Regions from separate parts of the Oryctolagus cuniculus genome. Here region 2 is linked to region 1. The links are chromatin contacts, called in public Micro-C maps. All regions are on one chromosome and are shown on one strand. The core of a region is the stretch at or near the end of the contact, and the rest is flanking DNA. Distances in the headings are between cores, read along the strand shown. Region 1 holds the start of MAFB (MAF bZIP transcription factor B). Region 2 has its middle 250 kb from the start of MAFB.

The links. A called contact is a pair of places that touch in the nucleus more often than the background predicts.
Region 2: a Micro-C map of ear pinna shows a contact between it and region 1, with 2.5 times the contacts expected there. The contact joins the enhancer-like site here to the promoter of MAFB in region 1. A contact is called at or near these places in 2 of 6 Hi-C or Micro-C datasets (ear pinna and an unstated tissue).

Annotation. Positions count from the first base shown.
Region 1 is chr11:18,255,038-18,261,827 of mOryCun1.1, forward strand. It overlaps MAFB (MAF bZIP transcription factor B), which reads left to right and starts at 3,367. Exons shown (of 1, transcript XM_008274435.4): 1 at 3,367-6,693. The coding sequence starts at 3,748. The coding sequence ends at 4,719.
Region 2 is chr11:18,506,864-18,513,484 of mOryCun1.1, forward strand. No RefSeq gene overlaps it. Among named protein-coding and RNA genes, the nearest start is that of MAFB, 250 kb to the left of the region's middle. Within about 2 kb of position 2,763, at least 1 of the 8 cell types and tissues checked has an H3K27ac peak or open chromatin away from gene starts, as enhancers often do. A contact at or near this core is called in ear pinna, where this site is marked.

The DNA.
Region 1 (6,790 bases), core at 2,117-4,616:
CGGGCGAACCCCGCGCACCTTCGGGCTGAACGCCGAGGCCAGGAGCGCAGCACCGGGCTGGAGGCGCACGGGAGGGCGCGGCGCCCGGACTCGCTCCAGTTCTCCCGTTGGCTGACGGAGGCGGGCGGGGGCAGCGCGGAGAGCCTCGCGCTCTGCAGCGGGCAATGGGCTTCTTCCCTTAGGGAATAACCCCGCATCCCAAGGCCCCGCGCCTAGAAGGCTACATGGCGGCTTGCCCGCGCAGACCTCCTTCATCACCGCCAAAGAATCCCGAAGTGGCGCGTCTGGGACCGTAGAGGCTCCGGCCCAACTCGGGTGGGTAGGGAGAGGGCGTCGCTCTCGGGTTACAACTTCACACTGGAGTTTTGATGGCAAGCGACACCGTGCTGCTCGGTAGCGGGGGGGGGGGGGGGGGGAGGGCTTTCCTTCCAGGAGGCTTGAGACCCTGCCTCCCCACCGCCGCCCCCAAATCTCCTGCCGTCCCTACCTTTCTTGCAGGGCGCGGGACTCCGAGGTAATGGGCACACAGCATCTCCGGCCCCGCCTATCTTCTAAGGATGGGGAGCAGCCCCCAGGTACTGCCGCGTGGCCAGGCCGGGAGCCAGGCACACAGAGCCAGAGCCCGCGGTGGCAGTGGAAGCCAGAGGCTACCAGGCCTGGAGCTACACGACGCCGCGGAGGAAGGGGCGCTCGGCCACGAAGCGGGGTTGGCTGCGGCCTTCAAGGCCTTCACTCCGGGCAGCCTGCGTGTCTTGGCCACTGGCAGGGGGTCAGGCTGTTTCCCACTTTGTTCTGGAGGGGAATTGGAGAGTGGGGAGAGGAGGAAGGGACTTAGGCTGGGAGAGCCGCAACAGAGCGGCTTTTGGCGCGAGGTGAATTTAGGGATGGGTGCAGATATCTCAGCTCAAAGCCCATGGGAAGGGGGTGACTGCGACCGAGGCAGAGGTACGGGGACAAAGAGGAGGAAGACTGCCCAGACAAAGCCTGAATGCCGGAGACCCTGCTTGCGACGGCGGCAGAGACGCGAAGAAGAACGCGAGATTTGGAACCGCGGAGTCTCGAAGGCAAAACCCTCTTGCGACGGCGAGGGTCAGGCAGATCCAAAGGGGGCACGCGGAGTGTGGGGTGCACAGCCCGGCCTGCCCACTTTGGCGCTCGCAGAGGGCCGCAGCGCTGGGCGCAGTCTGCCAGCTGCGCGGTCTTCTACTGTCCGGCCCGCAGGGAGGGAGCTGCGGCTCCGGCTCAGTGGATGCCTCCGACCGCAGTGTGTTCGTTCGGGCCCGGACCCTGGAGGCCCAAGCCAAAGCTTGCCCAGACCCAAGGGAACCAGGCCGGGGTGGCATCGAAAATGATCCCTCACTGGGCCGCGGTCACCGCGTGCAAACGCGACGGGGACACTTACAGGGCCAATGCAAGTCCCTAGGGTCCAGCAGCGGACAGGAGCAGGGCAGCTGCACGCCCCGGGCTTTCTCCCCCTTTCTGCGGGAACGCGCTTCTCCCAGAGGGTTGCAGACGGGTTTTCCCAGCATTACAATAGCTGATCGGGACCTTAAAGTTGAAGATTTAGTTAGAGCGCACTGATTTCATTAAAAATAAGCGACCCAAGCGCACGCCCAAGTACAGCCTTCCCGAGGGCGCCAGAGAATAGAGGGTTTTCAGATTAATTGGAGGCAAATATTTTATCTTATAACACTTCAAAAAAAAAAAAAAATCTGGCCGCGTCCGCATCAGGGTGGGCCCCTAGACCTCCCTGCGCGGCGTCGGTCGGTCGTGCTGGCCCGGTGCAGCCAGCGGTCGGGACGCACGCACTCACCCAGCGCAAGCTTCGCTGGCCTTTCCCTCGTGCTCCCCAAGCTGGAGAAATAGGCGACGCGGGAGGCGGGTCGGGTCTCCGGGTCCAGCGAATTCGCCACGTATCCGGTTTCGGTGCCCCCGCCAGAGCCTCCGGAAAGACCCCAGATTTCTGGTCATCCCGTCCTGGGGTGGGGAGGGTGCGCTTCGCGGGAGAGCCCCGTTTGGACGCCTACAGCGCTGCGCTCCCGTCTCCCAGTCTGCGCTCCAGGGAGGTTTCTCACCGGACAGTCCTGGTCCTCCTCACCGTGGTGTTTCCAATATCGGCCACCCGCCCGTCCCCAGCCCAGGACGACGGCCACTCTCGAAGGCTCGGGCATGGAATTTCATCGGGGCGACTGGCGCAGGACTCGCGGCTGAGTCTGAAGATAGGACCGGAGGACCTGCGTATGGCTCAAGGGGAACCTGTGGTAGGCCCCGACGCACACACGCCTGTGTTCCGGGCTGGCTAGAGTTGGCCCGGGTTCGGAGACCTGGCCGGGTCCGAGGCGCGGTCCAAGCCTCCGGGCAGTGGGCAGGAGCGCCTCGCGTCGCTTTTGCGCACAGTGGCCACTTGGGGTCGCACTTTATGCCTGTTTGAGCCTCTCCGCGGCGGGCAGACTCCGTGATCTGCTTAATGGTTACAAAACGTTCAAACAAAAACAGGGCCGGTTCCCCAGAAGCCGAGAGAGAGCCACTGGAGCCCCGTCCCGGGCTGGCCTCGGCCCCAGGCTCGGAGCGCTCAAGGTTGCGTGCGTCTGGCTGGGGACGGGGATTCAGGGCCTTCGGGCCGATTCTTTCCCCCGGTGCCTTCTCGGTGAGCATTTGCGGGTGGGGTGAGCGCGGGGAGCGGCGGGGCCAGCGGAGTCAGGGCTCGGCCACCCCGCGGGAGGGGATCGGCCCCCTCTTAGTCTCCGAACGATCCCAGGAGGCTAAGAGTTGGGTCTGTACTCAACTCGCTGAGCCCCAACCCTGCCTCCAACACACAGATACGTGCCGACCTCCAGACACACAGGCGCGCACCGCACACCGTCGCTCGGCCCCGCGGCTGCGAGGACACGGAGCGTCGCCCACTGGGCGGGGGCCGCTTGGGAACAAAGGGCCCGGGAGGCGTCGTCCCGGCGCTCATTCTGAGCCTCCTAGGGGGTGACACGGGCTGGGGGTGGGGGGTTGGAGGGTGGAGCAAAGGGTGTGGAGGGAGGAGAGCGCGCGGGGGAGTGGAAGCGTCGTCTTGGCTAGGAGGTAGGGCGCGCTCCGAAGACGAGAGTGCGGGGCCGGGACCTGGCGGGTGTGGGGGGTTGGGCCGGGCCAGCCGTCCCGCTCGGCTCCAACCCTCCGCCAGGCCTCGCCGGCTCCGGGGCTGCTCCGGCCGCCAGTCAGCTGACGCGGGGGGCGGGGGAGCTGTCAGGCGCGCCCCGCCCAGTGCGGGCCGCGGGGGCCGAGCAGCCATTGGCCAGCGCGCCGGGCCGCCCGGGCCCCCGCGCCCCGGTGACTCAGGGAGGCGATAAAAGGCGGCGGCGGCGCCGGATCCAGCACAGCTGCACAGCCGGGCTGCGAGCGGCTGCGAGCGAGAGGACCCCAGAGCGAGAGAGCTAGGGAGCGAGTGGCGGGCGCTCGCCCCGCGCCTCCCCTCCGCCCCATTACGCGCCCCGCTTGCCTCTGCGCCCTGCACGACTGCCTCGGCTCGGTCCCAGCGCAGCTACAGCCTCGAGCTCTGGGGCAGCGCAGGCAGCTCTGGGACTCTCCGGCTCGCCGCCGCGTCCCCAGACAAAGGCTTGGCCAGCGGCCCCAGCCCGCTGCGCCCTCGGCTCCCGGCCTCTCCGGCTCGCCGCGCTTCGCCCCCGCGCTTGGCTCGGCGCGCCCCGGCCGGCCGCAAAGTTTCCCGGGCGGCAGCGGCGACTGCGCCTCGCGTCAGCGATGGCCGCGGAGCTGAGCATGGGGCCAGAGCTGCCCACCAGCCCGCTGGCCATGGAGTACGTCAACGACTTCGACCTGCTTAAGTTCGACGTGAAGAAGGAGCCGCTGGGGCGCGCGGAGCGTCCGGGCCGGCCCTGCACGCGCCTGCAGCCAGCCGGCTCGGTGTCGTCCACACCGCTCAGCACGCCGTGCAGCTCGGTGCCCTCCTCGCCCAGCTTCAGCCCCACCGAACAGAAGACCCACCTGGAGGACCTGTACTGGATGGCGAGCAACTACCAGCAGATGAACCCCGAGGCGCTCAACCTGACGCCCGAGGACGCGGTGGAGGCGCTGATCGGCTCGCACCCAGTGCCACAGCCGCTGCAGAGCTTCGACGGGTTCCGTGGCGCGCACCACCACCACCATCACCACCACCCTCACCCGCACCACGCGTACCCCGGCGCCGGCGTGGCCCACGACGACCTGGGCCCGCACGCGCACCCGCATCATCACCACCATCACCAAGCGTCGCCGCCGCCGTCCAGCGCCACCAGCCCCGCGCAACAGCTGCCCACCAGCCACCCCGGGCCCGGGCCGCACGCGGCGACGGCGGCGACGGCGGCTGGCAGCAGCGGCAGCGTGGAGGACCGCTTCTCCGACGACCAGCTCGTGTCCATGTCCGTGCGCGAGCTGAACCGCCACCTGCGAGGCTTCACCAAGGACGAGGTGATCCGCCTGAAGCAGAAGCGGCGGACCCTGAAGAACCGGGGCTACGCCCAGTCGTGCAGGTATAAACGCGTCCAGCAGAAACACCACCTGGAGAATGAGAAGACACAGCTCATTCAGCAGGTGGAGCAGCTTAAGCAGGAGGTGTCCCGGCTGGCCCGCGAGAGAGACGCCTACAAGGTCAAGTGCGAGAAACTCGCCAACTCCGGCTTCAGGGAGGCGGGCTCCACCAGCGACAGCCCCTCCTCTCCCGAGTTCTTTCTGTGAGTCGTGGCCGGTCCCGGCCCCCGCCCTTGCCCTGGCCCGGACTCCCCGTTCCGTGTCCCCGGCCCTGGACTCCCCCGGACCCTGTCCCTGCCGCGGCCCCAGCCTTGACCTGTTTGACTCGAGCGAGAGGGAGGAAGGGCGCGCGGGCGACGGGCGGGAGTGCGGGCGAGCAGGGGACCTTGGCGAGGGCGAGAGTAGCGCACGCCAGCGCCGCCTCCTAGACTCGGGCAGAGCCAGAGAGACAAAGGGGGTGGGAGGTCCCGGAGCAACTTTCCTCCATCCTGGAGGACCGCAAGGCGTAGTGCGGAGGAGTCGCCCAGGCCGCGGGAGACGCCTGGCGTCCTGAACTTTGCGCACTAAGCCTGAGCCGCCGCTTGGCGGTCCGGAGCGCACTCCGCCCCAGGAAGACAGCGGCGAGCAGAGAGGAGAGAGGGACCCTGGCGTCCCAGCAGGCGCCGGGCGAGGCTCAGCGAAAGCGAGGAGGATGGACGGATCCGTGTGTCCGGAGTCCGGGAACACTGGCTCTCAGCCCTGAGACGCCGGCCTCTGTTAGGACGTTCGGCGCGCAAATCTCATCAGTTTTATTGCCTGCTTGATTATATAGAAAAAAAATACGAAAATCTGCATTAAAAATATTAATCCTGCATGCTGGACATGTATGGTAATAATTTCTATTTTGTACCATTTTTTCTTGTTTAACTTTAGCATGTTGTTGATCATGGATCATGACCCCCTGGTTTCTTTGGGTGAGAAGGGATCCCAGCTCGGAAACTGTGGCAGCTGCGGGCCGGGGTTCCAGTCTCGGCGGTCGGCTTGTAAATACCTGTCCCACCAAACCGCGCACGGAACGCGGCAGCAAGCTGGGTGTCTTTGTTTGGGTTTATTATGATGGCTTTTTTTTTTAAATTTGTAAACAAACAAAAAAGGAAAAGAAAAAAAAGTTCCTTGTATTTGCATCACAGCGGTGTCTTGAGGCGCCCTTGGAAGTTGCATGTTTTCTCCCCTTCCTCTGTGCCCTTTTGAGCTCTTGCCCCTTTTCTGCTTTTGTCCTCAACTTTGTTGGTGTTGAGAGAAGGGGAGAGCGGAGGTCTCAGCCCGGGAGAGCCAGGGCAGCCGCGCACTTCTGCGGGGTTTCTGCACCCCGCTCCCCACCTGTCTCGCGGCCAAACAGACTAGCCCCTGATAAGGAAAGGGAAGGAAAATGGATCTTCTCCGGTTTTTATGATGAGCACAGTCACCCCAGGGTCCCTTTGGGAACCTCTAGGCCCGTGCTAATCCCAGGGGTAGCTCCTAGGCTGAGTGGCTTTGCCATCCTCCACACTGGCTCCTAGTGCCCAGAGCTTGTAGAGAACCAACCGCCACCCGCAGAATGTACCAGAAGCCCAAGCGCTGCAAGTAAGTTTGCAACTTTCAAGTGCGTTCTTTAGACCCACACGGTCTGTGTTTCTTTCCCTGCCTTTGAGATAGGAGGAAGAGTGGTGCCCCCCCCCCCCTTGGTTGTATAGTAGCTGTAGGGAAGATTTGGGTGTTTTTCTTTATTATTACTTTTTTTTTTTCCTGCAGGTCAGTAAAAAGGATTTAAGTTGCACTGACAAAAAAAAATACCAAAATGAAAACGTATTTTTAAGTTCCCATTTGAAATTGCTGGCGCTGCTGGCCAGATGCATTTTTGAGTTTGTATTAGTTGATAAATTAACAGTAATAACAAGATTGTATGAACCGCATGGTGCTTGCAGTTTTAAATATTGTGGATATTCGTCCTGCATCAGAAACGAGCTTCGGTTTTTACAGATTCAACTGTGTTGAAATCAAATTTATTGCAACAGAAATTGTTTTTATTTCATGTAAAATAAGGGATCAATTTCAAACCCTGCTTATGATATGAAAATATTAAAACCTAGTCTATTGTAGTTTTATTCAGACTGGTTTCTGTTTTTTGGTTATTAAAATGGTTTCCTATTTTGCTTATTAAAACCATGGAAATGGTGTTTATTTAGAAGACTGCGTTCTCGTGACTTCGACTTTCTTCTCTTGTTTCTTCAAGAGTTGCACCAACTTTGGGGAACTCTCA
Region 2 (6,621 bases), core at 1,513-4,012, 250 kb after region 1:
ATGAGAGTGAAATGACCATGTCCCTAGCTTCAGGCTGTCTCTGAAGGGACTCACACACAGGGATAAAGCTTGGGGCCATGTAAGGCCCAGGCCTGAGTTCCATTTCTATTTGAGTTCTGAATCCTAGGCAGACGCACGGAGCGCTTCCCAGGGCCCTAAAGCATCCTTTGGACAGAAGAGAGAAAGGGTGCCTTGCCTGTGGATGGAACAGAGGATTCCTGGGAGGGCTGAGCAGCAGGTGAAGGACCAGCCCGAATTGCAGCTGGCAGCTTCTCGTTAGTATCCTCTGAGTGTGTTCTCGGAGAAGCCAGGGTCTCCGTCCCAACCTCATTCTTGCTGCACTTCTTTCTGGGGGTGGAAGGATATATAGAGCTTTGTTAAGTTAAATTTTTATTTTATTTTTTTAAATTGAAAAATATATTTTTAAATTGTAAGATGCAGAGGGACACACACACACACAACACACACAGAGCTCTCATCTGTTGGTTCACTCCTGAATGCCCACAAAGGTTGGGGCTGGACTACAGCCAAAGCTGGGGGCTGGGAACTCAATCCAAGTCTCTTAAGTTGGTGGCAGGGGTCCAGCATCACTACTGCCGCAGTGTCTACATTAGCCAGAGGCTGGAGTCGGAAGCTGAAGCTCAAACCCAAGGACTCTGATGTGGAACATAGATGTTTTAACTGCTGGGCTAAATGCCTGCTTCCTTGTCTTATTTTTAATTGACACACAATATTTGTACATATTTATGGGACACAACATGGTAATTTGATACACACATATAATGTGTGATGCTCAAATTGGATTGGGATAATTAGTATCCCCATCTCCTCAAACATTTACCATTTCTCTGTGTTGGAAAATCCAAGCTCTGCTCTGTATTATTTTGAAATATATACTAGGTTGTTTTGGACTATAGTTATTCTAAACTTTCCAAAAATTCAGCTTGAGGCTTGAGCCCCTTTGCCTTTCCCACTAGAAATAGACACTGAGGCTGAGTCCCTAAGAAAATACCAGAACAAGGTCTCAAGGTCATCTCATGTGTAGGCATTGAACTTGGAGCGGGAAGGCAGAGCACACTGATCCTACTCTCGAAGCCCTGTGTGCTTGGTCAGGATGACCACTGGACATCCAGGAAGATTTCGGAAGAGACTGAAAGGAAGTAGAGGTCACAGCACAGGGCTGTTTAGCCTCCAGGACAGAAGCAGTGGTGTCTAGGTCACTGTCCTTGTAGACTGCTTTGCCAGGCCCTGCCAACTTGGGGGCAAGCTCAGGACAGCTGCCACTATCAGAATGGACCAAATTTTCTTTGATATTTTTTCCCCAAACCTTGCAGGCCTGGCTTCCCTGCAGGGGAGGGTCCTTCAGGGTCTCGTGGTGGGTGTTTGCGCTCACCTCACTGTCCTCTTTCCACTGGCAAGAGCTGGCCCTTTCACTGTCCTTAATGCCTCCATTCCCAAGAGGTGCTCCCCCTCCCCTTGTCTGCTTAACCTCCATCAGCGCCTCCAGCACTGTACTCCCACTGTGAATCACTCATTCTCTTTTGTCCAGCCTGGGCCCAGCTCCCTGGGGTAGGCCCGATGGTATTGGAGGATGTACAGTGTCATCCACATCACTTCCCTGTTCCCTGGCTGAGGAGGAACCGGAGGTCGTGGTGGGTGGGCTGCTCCCAAGGTCCCTTGGTCAGTGCCCACAAATTATATCCCCCCTTCTGGAGTCTTAATCCTATAGCGTGGGTCTAAGAGGTAGCCTCATGAGGCCCCTTTATGAGGATGTGTGGGACTTGATGGCCAGCTCCCCCACTTCCCTGGAGATTTTGCTGGACTCTTTCTTTTTTTAAAAAAGATTTACTTATTTATTTGAAAGAATTAGAGAGAGAGAGAGAAACCTTTCATCTGCTGGTTTGCTTCCTAATTGGCTGCAACGGCCGGAGCTGGGCTGATCCAAAGCAGGAGCCAGGAGGTTCTTCTGGGTCTCCCAAGCGGGTGCAGTTGCCCAAGGACTTGGGCCATTTTCTGCTTTCCCAGGCCATAGCAGAGAGCTGGATCAGAAGTGGAGCAGTGGGACTTGAGCTGGGGCCCTTATGGGATGTCAGCATCGCAGGTGGTGGATTTTCCCGCTACGTCACAGCGCTGGCCCCATCTGCTGGACTTTTGAATGCCGCCTTATTCCCTGAGGTCCCTGCAACCAGGAGAGGTCCCTTCTGGAGTCTGTGGCTCTATGTCTCTCCCAACAGCTCTTCGAATCCCTGCTCAGCACACGCTCCCCATTTTCCTGGCAGACTCTGAACTTTTTCCTTGTTGTCCTTTTCCTCCCTTTTCCTCTCCCTGTTCAGCAATCAAGTATGCCCATTTACCCACTCACACATAGACACACACAAATAAAATATGCATCACACACACACACACACACACACAGGCATAGCAATGCAAGTGGAAGCTGCAATCTGAGGTCCTCAGGGAAAACCACACGTGGGCACCTGTCCCCAGAATCCCATGTGGGAGCACTCACTTACACACGGGCACTCACAGACACACACACACACACATGCACACACACGCTATTGAGAGGCACATGGGTCACGTGGAGATCCCAGGGCAACAGATGCAAACACACAGCTGCAAGCCACGCTCACTTCCAGGAAGCCCGCTTCTTCCCCCGCGCCGGGGTGCAGGAAAGCGGCTGCGGACAGCTGCAGAGCTGCTCGGCACACCTCAAGGGCCCCGAGTTACCCACTGAATCATGAAGCCCTTTCCTGTTTAAGGTTATTTTCTTCTGGCGAAAGGGAGCTACTTATTTCCAAGAAGTGGAGCCAGGGGAGTCTGCTGAGGCCGCGCGGTGGTGGCTGGGGACACATTTTGGCTCCCTTCCTCCCGGGAGGTTTGTTTACACAGCTCCCGTTTCTTTGGGCTTCAGGGCCCTAAGAGGCACTGTCTCTGTGCTCTGCCTGAGTGAGTTGAGCAGAACAGAGCTGCAATGTTTGAAGGCTCCTGGTTAGTGGCCATTTATGGAGAATGATCCTCAGTTACTGCCAGGACCTAGTGGGAACTTCTGCTAACTTCCTCTGGGATCCAGCCGCTGCTAGTCAGTTTCAGGACTCCTCTTCAGGCCAGCCAGGTCTGTGGGTGGAATCTCCTTTGACTATCTGCAGCAGGCACCTTGTGCAAGGGGCTCAGCCTTATACCCATAACTCCATGGAGAACAGGTTTAAGCTTGTTTTGCTTACTGCTGTGTCCTGAGCACAAGGAACAGTGCTGGACTCACAGCAGGCATTTCACAAACACTTGTTGCCTTGAGTATCTAATGCAACATAACATCTTTTGATTTGAGTGCTTTTTTCTCCATGCACAAATGGGGCAGCTGAGGCTCAAAAAGGAGACAGCCCCGAACCACGTAGTTACAAGTTGAATGAGGAACTGAACCGAGGTCCCTAGCTCCACAGCACAGGCTTGTCCCAACTCTGCTATGAGGGGAGTTCGGACTTGCTGGTCTTAGGGGTCCTCAATCTTGCTTACCATATAGATTGTGATTTATGGTTCCTTTAAGCTTAATGGACAGGGAACTCAACTCATGAAACAGAACAGTATAATCCGGGTTACTGGGTCACTCCTCCTCCTAAGCTGGTTCCACTGGCTCTGGGGTTTCCCCATTGTCTGGCCATGCATGGCTGTCTCCACCCAGAGATTAGACACCTTAGAACTAAGCCCAGTGATGAGTCTGCTCTGGGTCCACCATGTAAGTCTCATTCTTGGGAATCCAATGGTTGTGTGATGATTGAGGTTCTGATGCCTCACATCACAGGTCTTCTGTTGAACTGGGCACTGTCCCTGCTCTCCAGGGCTCACAGTCTAGTGGAGGAGGCAGACATGGGATTGGATAAAACCTAGGCCACATAACGAATGCAAGAAAGAGGCTGTGGTACTTAGAAACGAGAGAAGCTCACACTTAACCCAAAGGTGATCAAAGTACAGCAAGCAACAGAACTGGCTTACAACATGGAAGTGTGGGTCCTAAATATTCTACTTCGGCAAGTCTGGGAAGGGGCCCAGGGGTCTTTGTACTTCACTCCATGTGAAGCCAGGACAAGAGGTCTGTGCGAGAAGACAAGGCTTGAAACAAATCTCTAACAAGGTGTCAGAACAACCATCACGGGCAAAAGATGGCACCTTCAGGGATGCGTAAGGTTTTATCAACAAGCAGGAGAAAAGCCCTTGAAACACTCTAAAGTAATTTCAAAAATATGTTTGTTGTAGACATAATCAAATGAGAGGACATAATTGAAATAAAATGTAAAAATGGTTCCCAGGGTCCTGTGTTTACTGTGTGACCATTCAGACATTTTCAGGCGAACATGAAATATATGAATTAAATTCCCAGACATATAAGTTTGTTTGTATCTGTAGCTCCAGCTGCACCTGTAACTGGGCTTGGGTATTTACAAGCATGGCGTGGGGTACCACCATCACCGTGGCTTCCGCTGATGCTGAGGTGGATGCTGGGATGCCTAGGCACAGTGAACAACAAGCCCAGAGGATCCTTCCTTCTTATCCTTTGTGGCTTTTTAATAAAAGCTGATGCAGATCATATTTTGTTTTATAAATAATTTTTGTTGATTGTAATATACATGCATGCACATATCTCAAGTGCATCGCTGCTGCTGAATTTTCTCAATGTGGAGATACCCATGGAACTAGCCCCCAAATCAAGACGAAAAATGGGACCAATATCCCACTCATTCTCAAGCTCCCTGCCCTGCCCCTTTCCCAGGACCCGGACAGCACTGGGGCAGGCTCAAGGATAAGTTTGAGGTCCCTTCTCTCCCAACACATTCATCCAAGACTTATTTCTGATGGAGGCTTCCCCCAGGTCACAGGAGCAAGGGCAAGGCTTGGCTCCAGCAGGGTGCCAGATACAGGGATGATAGCTATAAGCAGTGGTCAGATGCTGGGTCCTAGGGGACCAGTCATCCTGAGCGATCCTCACAAGGGCCCACCTACTGCTCTCATTTTGATCTTAGTTAGCTCCTGGGGTGTGGTCTCCGTGCTGCGGCGTTGCACAAACGTGGAAGAGTCTTCCCTGCAAGCTCCTTTGAACTCGAGGTCTCCCTGCCTCTTCCCCCTGTACCATCTCCTTTCACATCTTGGGGAACAGTCTCCCATGTTCTCTGAGTCTTGATTCTTGAATTTTCAGCATCAACTGTCTATGCTAATGCTTTGACAGGGGGACCTTTAAGGATTTTATATTATGTGTGTGTGTGTGTGTGTGTATACATATATATATATATGCATATATATATATATATCTTTCATTTTCCAAAGAAGTACGTGTTTGTGGAAATATGCTGATTGTATAGCAAGGTGCAAAGTAAAATGTGAAAGAAAATCTTTCCTGGCTGCTTGTATTTCCTCTCCCCTTCTGCCCAGGGGACAATGATGGGCAGAAACAATGTGTAATCCAGGTAGTTCTCTTCAGTCCTCTCTTGGTTAATGCCAAAACTGGGGTCATGCTATCACATTTTATAACTTTGTTTTTGTCCTTAACAGTATAGTGTGCACATCCTTCCAAATCAGCCCATATAACTCAGCTTGGTTCTTTTTAACAAGTTCATAGAATTTACCAGCTTGAATGAACCACAAATGATTTGGCTGTCCTGTTTTTTTTCTTGGAAATTTAAGTTGTCTTCTGTTTTTTGCTATGTTGAATAAGCTGGAGTAAATGTGTTTTATTTACTTAATCGTCCAAGTTCTTCAAAGGGAAAAATCCTGGAGGTTTTAATGGCTGAGGTAAAAACATGTCTGCCATTTATTTAAATTTTTAAAATTTTGAGGGGGGGGGAGGGAGAGAAAGAGTGAGAGAGAGAGAGAGAGAGTATGAATATGAATTTTCCATCGGTTGGTTCACTCCCCTGTGTGAAATGCCTGTTATAGCCCCAGCTGGTTCAAGTTGATTCCGGGAGCTCATAACTCAATCTGGGCCTCCCACGTGGATTACAGGGACTTAGGTATTTGCATCATCACCTGGTGTATCCCAGGGTGCACGTTAGTAAGAAGTTGTAGGTGGAAGTGGAGCCAGGACTCAAACTTGGGCTTCCTGAAAAGGAATACAGGAATCTCAAGCTGTGTCTTAACTGCTGTGCCAAATGCTGCCCCCCACCTACCTTTAGTTGCTATGTCATGATTACTTATGCTTTTGCTAACACAGTAATCAAAAATCATTATTAAATAATTTCTCTAACCATTAAGCCTTATAAATCTTTCAAAATTTATTCCTACTTGAAGGTAGAAATGACTATTCTATTCTACTCTGTGTTTCCTTGAACACTGACAAGCCTTAGTGTCTTCCCATAATCTTTTTTTTTTTAAATATGAACTAGCCCTTTTGAGGAAATATGAGAGACGAGGTTATGGGGCCTGGAGTGTTTAGGGAGCAAGCTTGTGAGTCTCGAGTGCAGGTGCATGAGGGGGAAAGATGGAAATGGTGGGAGAGGTCAGATCATAAAAGTCCCTGAGTGCCTGGTTAAGAAATTTGGGCTTCACCGACAAGCAATGGGAACCACCCAAAATTTTAAGGAAAGAGGTAGAACTATCAGATCTGTGTTTGCAGCCCCTCAGGGGACAGAGCTA